Linked DNA regions of Macaca mulatta: region 2 is linked to region 1. The links are chromatin contacts, called in public Hi-C maps. All regions are on one chromosome and are shown on one strand. The core of a region is the stretch at or near the end of the contact, and the rest is flanking DNA. Distances in the headings are between cores, read along the strand shown.

The links. Hi-C and Micro-C count contacts between places; a contact is called where the count stands out from the background.
Region 2: a contact with region 1 is called in a Hi-C map of fetal cortex germinal zone, with 4 times the contacts expected there. The contact joins two enhancer-like sites. A contact is called at or near these places in 2 of 14 Hi-C or Micro-C datasets (fetal cortex germinal zone and liver).

Annotation. Positions count from the first base shown.
Region 1 is chrX:39,955,986-39,963,304 of T2T-MMU8v2.0, reverse strand. The region is part of intron 1 of BCOR (BCL6 corepressor); the gene reads left to right. Among named protein-coding and RNA genes, the nearest start is that of BCOR, 90 kb to the left of the region's middle. Within about 2 kb of position 5,219, at least 8 of the 40 cell types and tissues checked have an H3K27ac peak or open chromatin away from gene starts, as enhancers often do. A contact at or near this core is called in fetal cortex germinal zone, where this site is marked.
Region 2 is chrX:40,134,038-40,140,814 of T2T-MMU8v2.0, reverse strand. No RefSeq gene overlaps it. Among named protein-coding and RNA genes, the nearest start is that of BCOR, 87 kb to the right of the region's middle. Within about 2 kb of position 3,649, at least 17 of the 40 cell types and tissues checked have an H3K27ac peak or open chromatin away from gene starts, as enhancers often do. A contact at or near this core is called in fetal cortex germinal zone, where this site is marked.

The sequences.
Region 1 (7,319 bases), core at 3,970-6,469:
TTAGGCCCCGAGGTCACACTCGTGCCCCAGGGGCCGCCGATGGGTGGGAGAAAGTAGTGCAGCGGGTCAAGAGAGAGCCTTCTTATTGCCTCGGTGCCCCAGCCCATCTTCTGGATCGGGCCCGGTGGGGGCCTCGCCCAGATCTGGGTGGGGAGGCCTGGGCCGGCCCTGGCCCGCCCCGGCTTCTTTGCCAGTGTTTATGGCCGACGGGATTCCGTCTGTTTGCAAAACCGGACGCGCTGCTGAGGCCTAGGTGGTGGAGCCAGGAGAACCCGCCGGGGCGGGAGTAAATGGTCTCCCCGCGGCCGCCCGGGTGGTAGCCGAGCCGCGTTTGTCGCACGCACTTGGCCGGGGGCGTCCACTGGTCTCCAGCCCTGCCCGACGGCTTTCTCTGGTTGCCCTCAACGTGTCCCTCAGGATATCTGACTTTTTGTTGGGTGGAGTTCATTAACGATGCCTTTCTGCGCTATTTCTGTAGAAGGCCCCCTTTTGGGGCGCAAGCTCACCTCCAAGTGTTTACAATCGAGGGTCTCAGAAACTGGGGTCTTCACTCCGTCATTGTTATAGAGCTGTGTCTCCCCAGCCGGCACCCACGGGCTCGGCTTTCCATGATGAGAGAAGCGGGGAAGTCCACTCGGAGAAGATACTGACAGCATAAAAAATAATTTGTGATCTAAAAGACAGTTTCCAGTATAATCTCATTATGCACCACAGACTCCCGATGTTATTTTGTGGAAGGCGGACAATGATCAATTTACATTGACCCGGGGCTGGGCGAGCTTTTAGATGGTAATTGCCATATTGATTTGCATGCAAAAAGGAGACCTGCTAAAATTAAAGACCGGAAGCTAAATTAAACTAAATTTATTGTCTAGGTGCAAACCAGGGGAACTGTTGGGGGATGGGGTTGAGTCAGGTCAGGGTGCCAGGGGCGGAGCGGGTGAGAGGCCCTGGAGCCTCGGAAGGTCGCAACTTTGGAAGCGATCTTTGCCCTTGTGATTTCATGTGGGGAGGGGGGATGTGTTTAGGAAAAAAGTTATAAAAAGACAATTTTGCATTGAAGTCACTAGGATCTTTCAATGCTAATAGGAACTAATAGGGGGAGGAGAGGTTTATAGGGTTATAGGGGTCTTCCAGCACCATTTCCGGCGTCCCCCCTCCATTTCTATTGTTCTGCCTGGCCAGGCGCTCGCAATCGTGCTAGGGACACCAAAAAGCTCTTGCATTTGAAGAGTTAAAAAAAAAAAAAAAGCAGCCCGTCCCCCCTTCCCGCCTCGCTCTCTCCCCCCCCGCCTTCCCGGAGCGATAGACCTTTCTGAGAGAGCGCACCGCGGGCAGGCCAGGACCGTTGGCGCTGTAGGGAGTTCCTCCCCGGACGCTGCGGTCCCAGGCTTGGCTGGACGGCCATCGCTTCGGGAAGCCGTCCTCTCCAGGTGGCCAAAGTAGGCGGGTGTGGGGTGGGGTGGAGAAAGGCGTCTGCCCTGGCCGCAGTCTAGCGGTGCCCGGGACTGGGGGGGGGGAATCGCCTCCCCGGAGGGGTTGGGAGGGCCGGGCACGCCCCGCCCCGCCCCGCCCCGCCCCGCCCCGCCCCGAACTGGGTGGGGGCCGGGGAGGGCTGGAAACCCTGCCCGTTCGCCACGGCCGGAAAGTTTAAAAAAGAGAAAGAACGCCACTTGCAGAGGGCTGGCCTGGAGCCAGGGGCGGCCGGCCTGCGGGGGCGTGCTCAGCTGGCTAGCGGGGTGAGCGCCCCGGCGCCGCCGTCTCCCCTCAGTCCCTCCCGCCGCCGAGGCCCCTGCACACCCGGTCGCACTGCGGAGCCATTTCGCACATCCGGAGCTTCAGCGTCTGGAGGAGTAACCAGTCCAGGGCCGGGAAGTCCGAGTGTCTGGTGCCCCTGCCCTTCCCCATCGAGCAGAGCCGGAGGTGGCTTTGGCAGGCTCCGCGGGTGTAGGTAGTTCCCGGAGCATCTGAAAGCCTGGGGCAGACCCGGAAATTGGGGATAAGATGGGGAGGGGATGTTGGGCCCTGAGGTTTGCCGCCGGGCGCTTCTGTGAAGAAAGGTTGGGGAAAGGACGAGATAGCCCATCCCCCGGCTTGCGCTTTTGTGGGGACTCTGGGTGGCCCAATAGAACATCTTGCTGGCGTCTTCCATCTTAATTCCCTCTGCCACACTACTTTGTTCCCTGGGGTTTTTCCTTTAAATCCTAGGAAAGGTAGATGGAGGAGCTTCCTCCAAATGGCTTTTGCTCTATCTAGATAATTTGATTTATTGCTTTATGTGGCAAAACTGGGGTGGCAAGCCTAGGTCCTAGTACCAGTAGTCAGCACTTTTCCCAGAGACCTGAAAGGAGTCGACCCACCTACCCCTGTCTATTCTGGGGTGCTGGAGGGATGGGAAAGGGGAGGCTTGTTGAGCGCATTGGCCTTACACCAGGGTATAACAACGTAGGGAGATTTGTAGGATGTAGGGGGAAATGGTGAAAGACTTTGAGTGGACCAGGAGATGACTAGATATAGGAGAAACTGTGTTCGAGGCTCACTGTAGACCAAGTAACATAAGTGTTAAACACTCTTTATCTCGTTCTTGGGTACATAAGGCCTAAGGAAGCTTTTCAGAGGAGACAATATGTGAAAATCAGGATTTCAAATGGCACAATTAGACCAATAATTGGCTCCTCTCCGCAACTCCAGGACTGAGTTTGACCGTGGCCCATTTTTTACTAGCTGTGTGACCTTGGGGGCAAGTTATTTACGGCCTTTGAGCCCCAGTAAGTTTTTTCATTTGTAAGACTGGGAATAATTATCCACCTTTAGGATCTAAATAGAATACTTGGCGCATAGTAGGCCTCAAGGATGAATAATTGCTTTGAATGACTTGTCATGTTCCTATAGGTTGCTCCTCCATTCCCTGCTGCCCCTGAGACCCCCTGAGACTTGCTAGGTCTGTGTCCTGGGACCCAAGGATGCAGATTTAATCTCCCCTACGCGGGTATTCTAGGTCCGTCTTCCTGGGTTCCTCTTTCCCTTTGTTACCGTAGTTTGCATTCTGCCTTTTAAAGGATTCCATATGAAAAGACTTGCTTCTCCCCCGCCCCCCAAGTGGGATCATTATATGGTTAGGAACTTATTTCAGAGCCGGTATCTGGGTACCCTTTGGCAAGGCTTCCTGGCATTATTTCAGGGGGGGAACGATGGTGTCTAGAGGGGCAAGACCTGGTTGGAAGAGGTGAGAGGGGGTGGCCTGGTGCAGAGGCCAGAGGTGCTGTGGTTTGTTTGATAAGGATTAAGTCCGGATGTTATGAGGGCTCAATGTGGTTTTCAACAAAGTCTGCCAGGGATTGCTTCTTTTATATCGATATGTATTTTAAAAAATTACTAGCATGAGAAGAAAACCAGACCTGTATGGATCCAGGCCGGTAGTAAGCTACTGTGATCAGGTTTCCTACTCGACTCCCAGAGGGAAAGTCAGTGTTTGATTGAAGCTACACTTGGTTCTTGACTCTCAGGGGATGCCTGCTCTGAAACAGGAGCCCTCCCTCCCTTTCTCTCCTCCTCTCCCCCTCCTCCTCCCTCTTTTTCCCTTCTTCCCCTAAAAGCCTTTGTGCTGAAAGAGCTTCAGTAGGCACGAATCCCTGGTCCCTCTCTAAAGAATGCCTTACAGCCTTTGCTGACATTGTTTTGTGAACAGTGGGTTTTACCAGGCCAGCAGTTTCCCCCCCGATTTTAGCCCACGATTTTAAAGGTAGTCTATGGACAAGATGCGCCTAACTGCAATGATTGCCTCAGTGTGTAGCCTGGGCCGGGCTTGGAATCTAGAGACGCCTTAACCTTTGCCCTAGGGGCCCTCCTGGAGAGGGGGGTGAAGGTGGGGAGCTCGAGGACTGATTGTTTTCGAGGATCTGTTTGTTCTCCAGCCACCGAGGCTGAAGGTGGAGTTGGGCAAGTCTGAGTGTATGTTCCAGCTTTGGGTCTGATTTTAAACTTGGTTTAATTGGAGAAACTCCTAGGCATTTAACAGTTCTGTACAAATGCAAACTTGAAATAGCTCGAGGCCTACGTCATTTAGGAAAGAATAAATGAAGTACAGAAATGTCCAAACTATGTAAATCCTAGCGTTGTCTGCCCTCCCATAAACACATGACAAGTGCCAAGGCATTTCCAGTCAAAACACCAGTGGAACCAGCAGCCTCCATCCTTTGTATTTATTATTTTATTAACAGCATTTTACACAGCATTTAACAAGCACAGCCTGCCCGCTTTGCACCAGGACTCTAAGCAGGCAAAGGGGTGGAAAACGGATGGAGGTGGTGGGGGAGTAGTGGTTGCTAGAGGACATCAGCTAGAGAAATCTCATCAGATGGGTAGGGAAAGCAGCACTGGGGGTTTATTTCTACTGGCCACAAGGAAGACAGACATAGTGCTTTGGAGGAAGAAATCCTCTCTCCCATCCCAGGAGGAAAGTTGTACCGCTGTGATATGTCTGGTCTCAGCTTTGATTCCAGAGGGTAGAACAGGGTATGTTTCATGATACTCTGCCCATCGGTTATTGGTGATTTTCAAAGAATAAGTATTTGTCTGCTATCGTTATTCGATATCCTGGTGGAAAGTTTATAACGAAAAGTAATGCCTTTCTTAAGTCATAAAATGAGCCTTGTATGCTTATTTAATTAAAATCTATTTAAGGACCGATTAGGCGTGTAATTTGCACTAATAATGACGATTATGGAAATGTTCAACTTAACCAAAAATCATAAAGGAGACATTTTGATCAGTGGGGCGGCCAGTAAGTATTCAGTGAGTTGGGCAATTTCCGAAAGACAGGAAGCATTCCTCTGAGGGCTGCAGAAAGCGCAGACCTGTCTGGCCTCTGTGACATGGCATGGAGAGGGGCAGACCTCCCTGTCCCGGCCCCAGCCTGGCCAGACCCCACTTTGCTGAGCATGGAAACCAACCCTACGAGTCTCCGTAACCTTTATTCTCATGATGCTTCCCTGAGCTTCCAGAAGGAGTAAACTCTCGGAGAGGGCTGATGAGCCACACGGAAATCTCTGCGAAATGGCGGTGCTCTTTTGCTTTAACAAACAGCGCTGACAAACGCATGCTTCCTTGGCTAGCCTTGGCTGGAGCCTGGAGGGGTAGGGGGAGAAGGGGTCCCTTGTTCCGGAGAAACCTGCCAGCTGCTGGGCTTGGTGCGAAGGCAGCGAAGGCAGACACAATGCTGCTGTTGTTGGTTTGATCTCTAACTGTGGATTGTTAGTCTGGCTTTAACTATGTGGTAAGGGGGGAATGTGAAGGCTGTTTACAGCGAGTGCAAATAATGTGACAGCTGTTGGCGCGCGAGCAGCGCTGCGCCTCCTCAGCACTTACACAAAGCGCGCACTATGCAGGCCCATGGACGAGCTGCAGAGGTGGCGGCCACTTTCTGGCCAGCGCATCCCCAGATGAGAGAAAGCTCCACGGCACACCCACCCCCCCATCCCCAATACACATCTTTATGACTTCCCAGGATTGTGGTGGGGTGCAGGATGGTTTGTATGTTGTGGTTTAGGGAACTTGTGGTGAGGCAGAGGTGGCGGGAGAAGGCCCACGGGGCTGTGAGTGTCACCGTGTTGGTGGGGTTTGGCCAGGATCCGTTGAACTGGGTCCTCAGCTGTTGGTGACAGAGTTTTTAAGATTTGGGAAAATAACTTTCAGCCCTAAGTAAGCTTATTGGAAAGAATGTGTTATTAACTGAAAGCTTTCTGGAAATTGCAGAGGCTCTGAAGGCCGTTGTTCCCCTCTGAAATGGCCCTGTTATTCAGACAAGTTAGAGACAGGCGGGTGCTGTGTTCTGTGCACTCGGCACTGTTTCCAGCTTGGAAATGCAAGTGTGCAGGTTCAGTACCCTGAAGGGGGTGTATTTTGGGGGGAAGGGAGGTCAGATTGGCTTTTGATTACCCACATGCCTTAACCTTTTCTCCCAAGCCTTCCCGTTTTCAAGAACACATTTGCCTTCAACTGCAGTACGCAAAGGTGCGTCCTGAAGCCTGCCCACAGCACCACCTACTCTGACTTCATCAACTAGATGCCCACAGCCACAGGCTTTCTCTTGAGTTCCTGGTACCCTGCCAGGCCCTGCAGAGAGGCGCCAGGGTGGGAGGGAGAGCAGTTGGTGGCGGCAGTTACCCACTAGGCCAGTCCTGGAGGTTCGTGGCTGGCCCAAGCAGGTGGACTTAGGATGGCAAAGAATGTGGACCTGCCTCTGGACCGTCCTGGGGCAAGCTGGGTGTAAAAATTCACTCCTCTCCCCCGTGAATCCCAAGGTTGAAGCCTTCCAAGCCCTGGCACCTGCCTGGTCCTCCCTGCGTTTTGGAACATCATTTAGGGCTGACTTAATTCTATATTCTACCCTTCCGCATGACTTTGGCCTCTGGGTGTACAGCCTACAGGGTATCTGCAAATCTAGTTCATTCTCTCCTCCCCCCGCCCAGCACCGCCCCCTCCCCAAGTCTACTCTCTAAGTTTTAACATGGACTTCTACATCTAGTTGGGTTTCCGATGGGGAGCTGGGAGATGCTTCTGGAGTGAGACATGAACTTCGGTGCCAGTTCTATAAATTGGTCTCTTTTTATGACGTGTGCCATTTTCTGTAGGAATGTTGCTTGCAAAACGAGTTTCGCCTTGGAGGAAAGGCGGAAAGATAAACAAGCCTGCAACGCCAAAACACTGGCAGTCTTTCCCTCCTTCCAGCTCTCTTAAAGCAGCCGGGCTGTATTTCCAGGATTAGACTTGTGCATGTGAGGAGGGACTCTCGTTGGCTTTTTTTCCCCCAAGCAAATGCAAATTAGAGAAAAATAATTTTCTTTCAACGATATGCAATGTATTAGTCACTTGTTATCGTGCTCCGAGGCAGGCCTCATTTGCGCGTCTGCCAGCTCGCTCACATCTGCTCGGCGCTGTTCGGGGCATTTTAACCTTGGCGGTGTCGTGTCTAGTCCCACGGATCAAGGAGGAGTAATTAAGCCCTGAACAGCTACAAAAATTCATGGGCCCCCATCTATACCGCAGTTGTTCCATGGCTTTGTTTTGGGTGCTCTGAGTTCCATGACTGAGTAGCAGACATGGGATTCCTATTGTTCCTTGTAAAGAAAGTGGGTGCCCCTCTCCTTCTCTGACCCTCATCCCAGCCTTTCTGGGACTCCCAGGCTCTGCACAGTCAGCGAGAGACTCACTTGCAGATCGCAGGACCCCTGCCTTTTAGGCATCTTTTATGCATTAAAAGTTCCTTTGTGCTTCCTCTGTATACTAATGATAGCTGTTGTTATTAGCCTTACGGTATA
Region 2 (6,777 bases), core at 2,400-4,899, 180 kb before region 1:
TGGTGAAGACTGCTCTGGAAGCAGAATTGTGCCTGGTCCGCAAAGACCCACCCACCCTAGAAAAAAGCACCCCTGCCCCATGTAATTCCAAAGAGGCCTGGCCTGGTCTTTCTGGAGGCTGTTGTGTGCTGGGACCTGGTCACTAAAAGCAGCTGTAACAGATTAATGCTGCTGTGTCCCCTGAGGGGGTGAGCCCTGCCTTCTGAAGCACAATATACACTGTGAAACCACGAGTTGGGGGGAGCCGGAGGGGGCACATTTCCTCTTTAAAAATGCTCAAAGTCTTTCAGCTGATGCTCAGAACAGGGCTGGCCTAGGCAAGGGTTTTAAGTAGGAAAGGTCACTACTTGTCTTTTTTTTTTTTCTTCCTTGAGACGGAGTTTTGCTCTGTCGCCCAAACTGGAGTGCAATGGTGTGATCTCAGCTCACTGCAACCTCCACCTCCCGAGTTCAAGCAATTCTCCTGCCTCAGCCTCCCAAGTAGCTGGGATCACAGGCGTGCACCACCACACCTGGCTAATTTTTGTATTTTTAGTAGAGACGGCAGGTTTCACCATGCTGGCCAGGCTGGTCTTGAACTCCTGACCTCAAGTGATCTGCCCGCCTTGGCCTCCCAAAGTGCTGGGATTACAGGCGTGAGTCACTGTGCTCAGCCACTATTTGTCATGTATGCTCTATTCCCATCCCAGCCACCCACCCCCTGCTTCTGTCCCATAGCCTGGCCTCCTTGTGTCTCCAGCTTGGGATCACTGCCTGTCTCTGCCCCAGACTATCCCTACCTCCTCCCAAAAAATGTTATCAGGTGGAGAACAGTGGTTCATGCCTGTAATCCCAATACTTTGGGGGGCCGAGGTGGGAGGATCACTTGAGCTCAGGAGCTTGAGACCAGCTTGGGTCTCTACAAAAAAACATTTTTTAAAATTAGCCAGGCATGGTGGAACGCGCCTGTAGTCCCAGTTATTCTGCCCATATGGGTTGCATCCTCCATGTGAGAGCCTCTCACCCTAAGTCTCAGAGTCACCAGTACCCTGGCTTCCAGGACAAACCTGGACTATTTCCCCCCAGGCTTGCCCTAGAGACTTAAAGGAAGCTGGACTTTTATGAAAAACTCATTGTGGGTGGGGGGCAAAAATTAACTAGGCATGAAGAACCTGGGAGATACCAGATTATTCTGGCTCATTAGGGCTTTACACTTATCTGGCCACAGCTGGGACATACTCCCTTCTCCCTGGACCATGCAGTCTGGGCCCACCTCACCCACAGTGTGGGTCACCTATTATAATGCCCCCCAAAATAGTGTCAATTCAACAGTAACTGCTTCTCCAGGGTCTAGGCTTTGGGGCCCCAACTTATCACAACTTGAAGTTACTGTTTTAAAAATTTACCTTATTTATTTGTTAATTGTGTAATCTGTTAACAAATTATAGCTCCACAGGACAATCACTGGCGGTCTTGTTTACTGTTAAAGCACCAGCCCTAGCCCAGTAGTTCGAATATTTTGATTGCATGTATGGGTGGATAGCTGAGTGTGTAGATGGATGGATGCAAGGATGGAGGGATGGATGGATGGAGGGATAGATGGATGGATGGATGGGTGGATGGGTGGGTGGATGGACTGGCCCCCACATAGTACCAAGGTACTTCTCCTGTAAATACCACAAACCTAGACCAGCAGTTCTCAAACCTTTAGGTCTTGGGACTCCTTGACTTTTTAATTTATTATCGAGGACTCCAAAATGCTTTTGGTTATATTGGTCTTATCAGTATTTCCCACATTAAAAATGAAAACAGGAACATTTTTAATATTTATGTATTAATTGATCTAAAAATAACAATCATTAATATATTACATGTGTGGTGGGCAGCCTCTAAGATGGTGCCCAGTAATTCCCACTTTCTGTCACCCACACCCTTGAGTAATTCCCTCCCCTTGAACGCTAGCTGGACTTACAGACTCACTCCTAATAGATCTATTGTCCTATAGGGATGTGGCTTCCAAAATTAGATTACAAAAAAGACTGTGCCTTCTGTCTTGGGTGCCCTCTTTTCTCTCCCTAGGAGGAGCCAGCTGCCTTGTCACGAGGCAGCCCCATGGAGAGGGCCTCGTGGCAAGAAACCCAGGCCTGTCAGCAGCCACGAGTGAGCCTGGGGGTGGATCTTTCCCCGGCTGAGCTTTGAGATGATCCTACCCCTGGAACACACCCTGATTAGTCTCCTAAGAGACCCTGAGCCAGAACCACCCAGCTAAGCTGCTCCCAGATTCCTGACCCACAGAAACTGTGTGAGTTAATAAATGTCTGTTGTTTTCAGCCACTAAAGTTTTGGGGGTAACTTGTTACACAGCAATGGATAAAATGCATGGTAACATCTATAGTAACATCAATAGCACAATTCTATTTAAAAATAACCATATTTTCCAAAACAAATAAACAAAAAAGTTTAGGGAGAAAAGTGGCATCGTTCTTACATTTTTGCAAACCTCTCTAATATCTGGCTTAATCGAAGACAGCTGCTTCCTCATAGTGGCTTGGGCATCCAATGCGTTGTGATACGTTGTTTTGGTTGAAGAAAATCCAGCCTAATGGAGCTTTGCAGTTAGAAAAGAACAGTCTGAAAAGGGCTCAGGGAACCACAGGGATCCTCAGACCACACTTTGGGAACCGCTGACCTAGACAATCATAGACCCCAAAACATTCTAATTCTAGGGTCCTCACTTCCCAATCTTGGTTTCCTGTTTGGGACCTTTGCCATTTCTCCAGGTGCCCAAGTGACTTAGTGGTGACGGAGGCCACCCAGGAGGTCTGGTCCCCTGCCAAAAAGGATAAGGTCCTCTGAGGCCTAAAAGCAGAAGACACTGATGAACTAACCCTCAGTCTTGGCTGTGTCATGCCCAAGATGTGACACAGAGGGGAAAGGATGCCTCCGACATCCAAGGTGAAGGTTGAGGCATCTGGAGCCGGGGAGGGCAGGGGAGCTTGTTCGCTGCGCATTGACAGCTTCCGGGACAGTGGGGTTTGCCAGATCCACGGGGATTTCCCCCTCTCCTCCCCTTTCCTGCGCGTGTCCCACTACCCCCACCCCCCGGTGAAGTTTAGGGCCTGTTTTCAACCGGAGCCGGTCTAATTTTCGCTGCCTAGTTGGTCAGAGAAACGCACGCAGCTGTAGCAAAGCATAAAAATAGCTTCCTCCGTGACCAATTTCTTCCCACTTCCCTTTCTCTCTCTCCATGCTCGCCTCCCCGTCCCCACCTTCTGTGGAAGCAGGAAGGTCCCTGGAGGGTGCCAGCACTATTGAGACATGCCATGCGCCCCGGCTTCCCTCCCAAACAACACATGTTCCTGGTTCTATTTTGCCCTGGCCCCCCGCAGGCTCGCACAGGCTTCCCAGGGAACCAGGCGTTGTCAGATGGGTCCCCGAGGGCCCAGTGTCCGTCCACCTCGCTGGGCAGACTTCCTCTCCAGCGCATAGGCCCCTCAAGACATCTGCACGCCGAGTGCTCGCCCGAGGCACTCGAATCTGGGGTCCCAGCCTCGCCCAGAGCCAGCCAAAGGCCTGCCCGCGAGAGATCCGGATCTTCTGGCACTTTAGAGGTTAAATGGGAAGCCTCCAGCTGGAAGGAAAAAAACGCCCCGGTGCTATGCGCGGAGGCTCCAGGCGGTGTCCCCAGCGTCCCGGGCTTCCTCTGCGCCGGGCGGCTGCGCGTCCCGGAGGCGTCCGTGGCAGAAGATGGAATCCGAAAGTGGGCATTTGTCTTTCTAGTTTGGAAGCGGGAGCAGACAGTCAAACCTGCAGCAGCTCAGCTCCCCAACGGGAAGGTCTAGCCAGCCTTGGGCGGGGGAGCGTTTCTAGAAATGTCTACACCCGGAGCCACCGGCGGGAACCAGGAACGCTATGGCCTGGACCTGCCCGGCCTCTCTTCCCTGAGCCTTTGGGACCATGCGGGAGAGAGGAGAGGCCACCTATCGCATTTCAGGAGTGGCTTGTAGGGTCCAAGGGCCGTTTGCCTCCCTCTACTGCAGTTTGGAAACAGAATAAACCGCCCCAGCAAAACCCGGTGAACTTGTCCAAACCACACAAGAGTTCAAACCACACAAACTCCAACTGGGCACTGACACAGGGCTGGCTTTATGTGTCCCCAGAGGGCTTTGCTCTGCCTCGCAATTGATTAGGGCTCCTGAAAACCACTGAAACAGTTTATCACACCCACCCAGCCTCAAGCCCCCTATGGGCTGGAGTGGAGCCTGGATTGTTCCGGCAACCAACCCCAGCCCAGCTTCCACCCAGCTTGGAGGCCCCTAGGGCCACCTGCCTGGTTCCTCACTCCAGAGAGGGTCCCCATTTTGTGGCAGGAAATCGAATGACAGAGAGCAAGAGGGTGAGATGGGAAGATGAAGGATTTGGATCTATGAGGGGAGAGAAGCATTCTGTCCACTGAACAGGGTCGGGGGCCGGGGGGCTTTCCAAGATCCCCCTTTACTTTCACACCCTTTCTCCAGGTCTGTGTTCCTCTCCTTTCGCAGCACCCAACGCCCTTCTGCATGGGTGGCCCAGTCCTCCAAGCCCAGCCTTGTCTTTTGAACTTCTCCCCAAGCAACCTGTCCTTGTACAATTTACATCCTCTCAGTTGTTTTCTCTGGAAACTCCTAACTCAGGAGGCCAATGCCATGGCCATGAGAACATTCTTCACCACAGAAAGCAAGATCTTTTGTCAGCCTGTTCTTCATGGGAGGGGAGGGGAAGGTTTTGTAAATATCGCGTGGAGATTAACTGGGAGGAGGCAGGAATTAAACAACGTGCTTTTTTCTTTTCTTTTCTTTTTTTTTTTTTTTTTTTTTTTTTGAGACAGAGTCTTGCTTTGTCGCCCAGGCTGGAGTGCAGTGGCACCATCTCCGCTCACTGCAACCTCTGCCTCCCGGGTTTAAGTGATTCTCCTGCCTCAGCCTCCCAAGTAGTTGAGATGAGAAGTGCACACCACCACGCCCAGCTAAAATTTTTTTGGGGGGAGGGGGATGAAGTCTCACTCTGTCGCCCAGGCTGGAGTACAGTGGCGCGATCTCAGCTCACTGCAACCTCCGGCTCCCGGGTTCAAGCAAGTCTCTTGCCTCAGCCTTCTGAGTAGCTGAGACTACAGGCGCATGACACCACCCCTGCTAATTTTTGTATTTTTAGAATAGACAGGGTTTCACCATGTTGGCCAGGCTGGTCTCCAGCTCTTGGCCTGAAGTGATTTGCCTGCCTCGCCCTCCTAAAGTGATGGGATTATAGGTGTGAGCCATCGCACCCAGCTAATTTTTGTATTTTTAGTAGAGACGGGGTTTCACATGTTGGCCAGGCTGGTCTGGAACTCCTGACCTCAAGTGATCCACCCGCCTCAGCCTCCCAAAGTGTTGGGATTACAGGCGTGAGCCACCACGCCCAGCCTAAACAGTGTGCTTTAACACGAACTAGTAGTGATCATGGTGGAGCACAGTCACAGACGGAGGAGGATCTCTGGCAGCTGAACTTCTGGGCTCACACCAGGAAGCCTGTCACGTTTCCCAGCTGCCTGTGCCATGCCTGTGGTGCCAGTCATTGCTCTAATGGTAGGCAGGGAGGCAGAACTCCCCCTGAATAAGTACAAGGACTTGATGAGCCTTTGAAAGCAGGCGACCCACCCAAAGAATCTGAATTCTTTCAGGTTGTTTCCTGCCCCAGCAACTCTATGTAAAACAACTGGCTGAGAGCTTGTACAAATTAGGGTGGCTTGTCACAAGGGTTTCTATCACATTTAGTCACCTCTGAAAAAAAGAGACCCGTTTTTGAAAAACACCTAGCAGGCCGGGCGCGGTGGCTCATGCCTGTAATCCCAGCACTTTGGGAGGCCGAGGTGGGTGGATCACGAGGTCAGGAGATCAAGACCATCCTGGCTAACACGGTGAAACCCCATCTCTACTAAAAATACAAAAAATTAGCCAGGTGTGGTGGCGGTGCCTGTAGTCCCCGCTACTCGGGAGGCCGAGGCAGGAGAATGGCGTGAACCCAGGAGGCAGAGCTTGCAGTGAGCGGAGATCGTGCCACTGCACTCCAGCCTGGGCGACAGAGCGAGACTCTGCCTCGAAAAAAAAAAAAAAGAAAAAGACAAATACCTAGCATACATAAAGGGATTTATCATCTCGTTTCATTCCATCAATAACCTTGTGAGCAAATGGGGGTTACCCTGACAGCAGTTGGAGTTCCATTGCAGGAAAGAGAGAACCTCTCCAGCTATTTTAAGCAAGAAGAGATTTAACACAGGAAATTAGGTACTGACAAAATTATTGGAAGGGTGCAGGAGGAGCAGTCAGTCTCTGGGCTCCCAAAACAACACCACTGAACTGGTCCGCCAAGATTACTGCCATCTCTTCCACTATCAGAAAGGTGGGGCGTGAGGGAGCCCGCCTCTGAAAATGTAGATTTCCAGAGTGCACTACCATAGCTGTGATCCAAGGATCAGGAAGCCACTGCCACCACAACCCCTCTCAACACCCACACAGCTGGTAACTGAGCAAACACTAGAATGTTGTTTCACACACACACACGCACACGCACACACACACACCTCCAGCAGGTACAGCCAGAGCAGCAGGCAAGAATTGTGGGCTCTGCCTCACATCTGCCATCCTAACTTCACACGAGTGCATCTAACTGGTAAAATTGAATTCTCATCCACAGTCCCAGCTGCAAAGGTGTCTGGGAAATCCAGTTTTTAGCCTTTCAGTCTCTGCAGACCATGGGGGCACCATAGGACGAGGTTGGAAG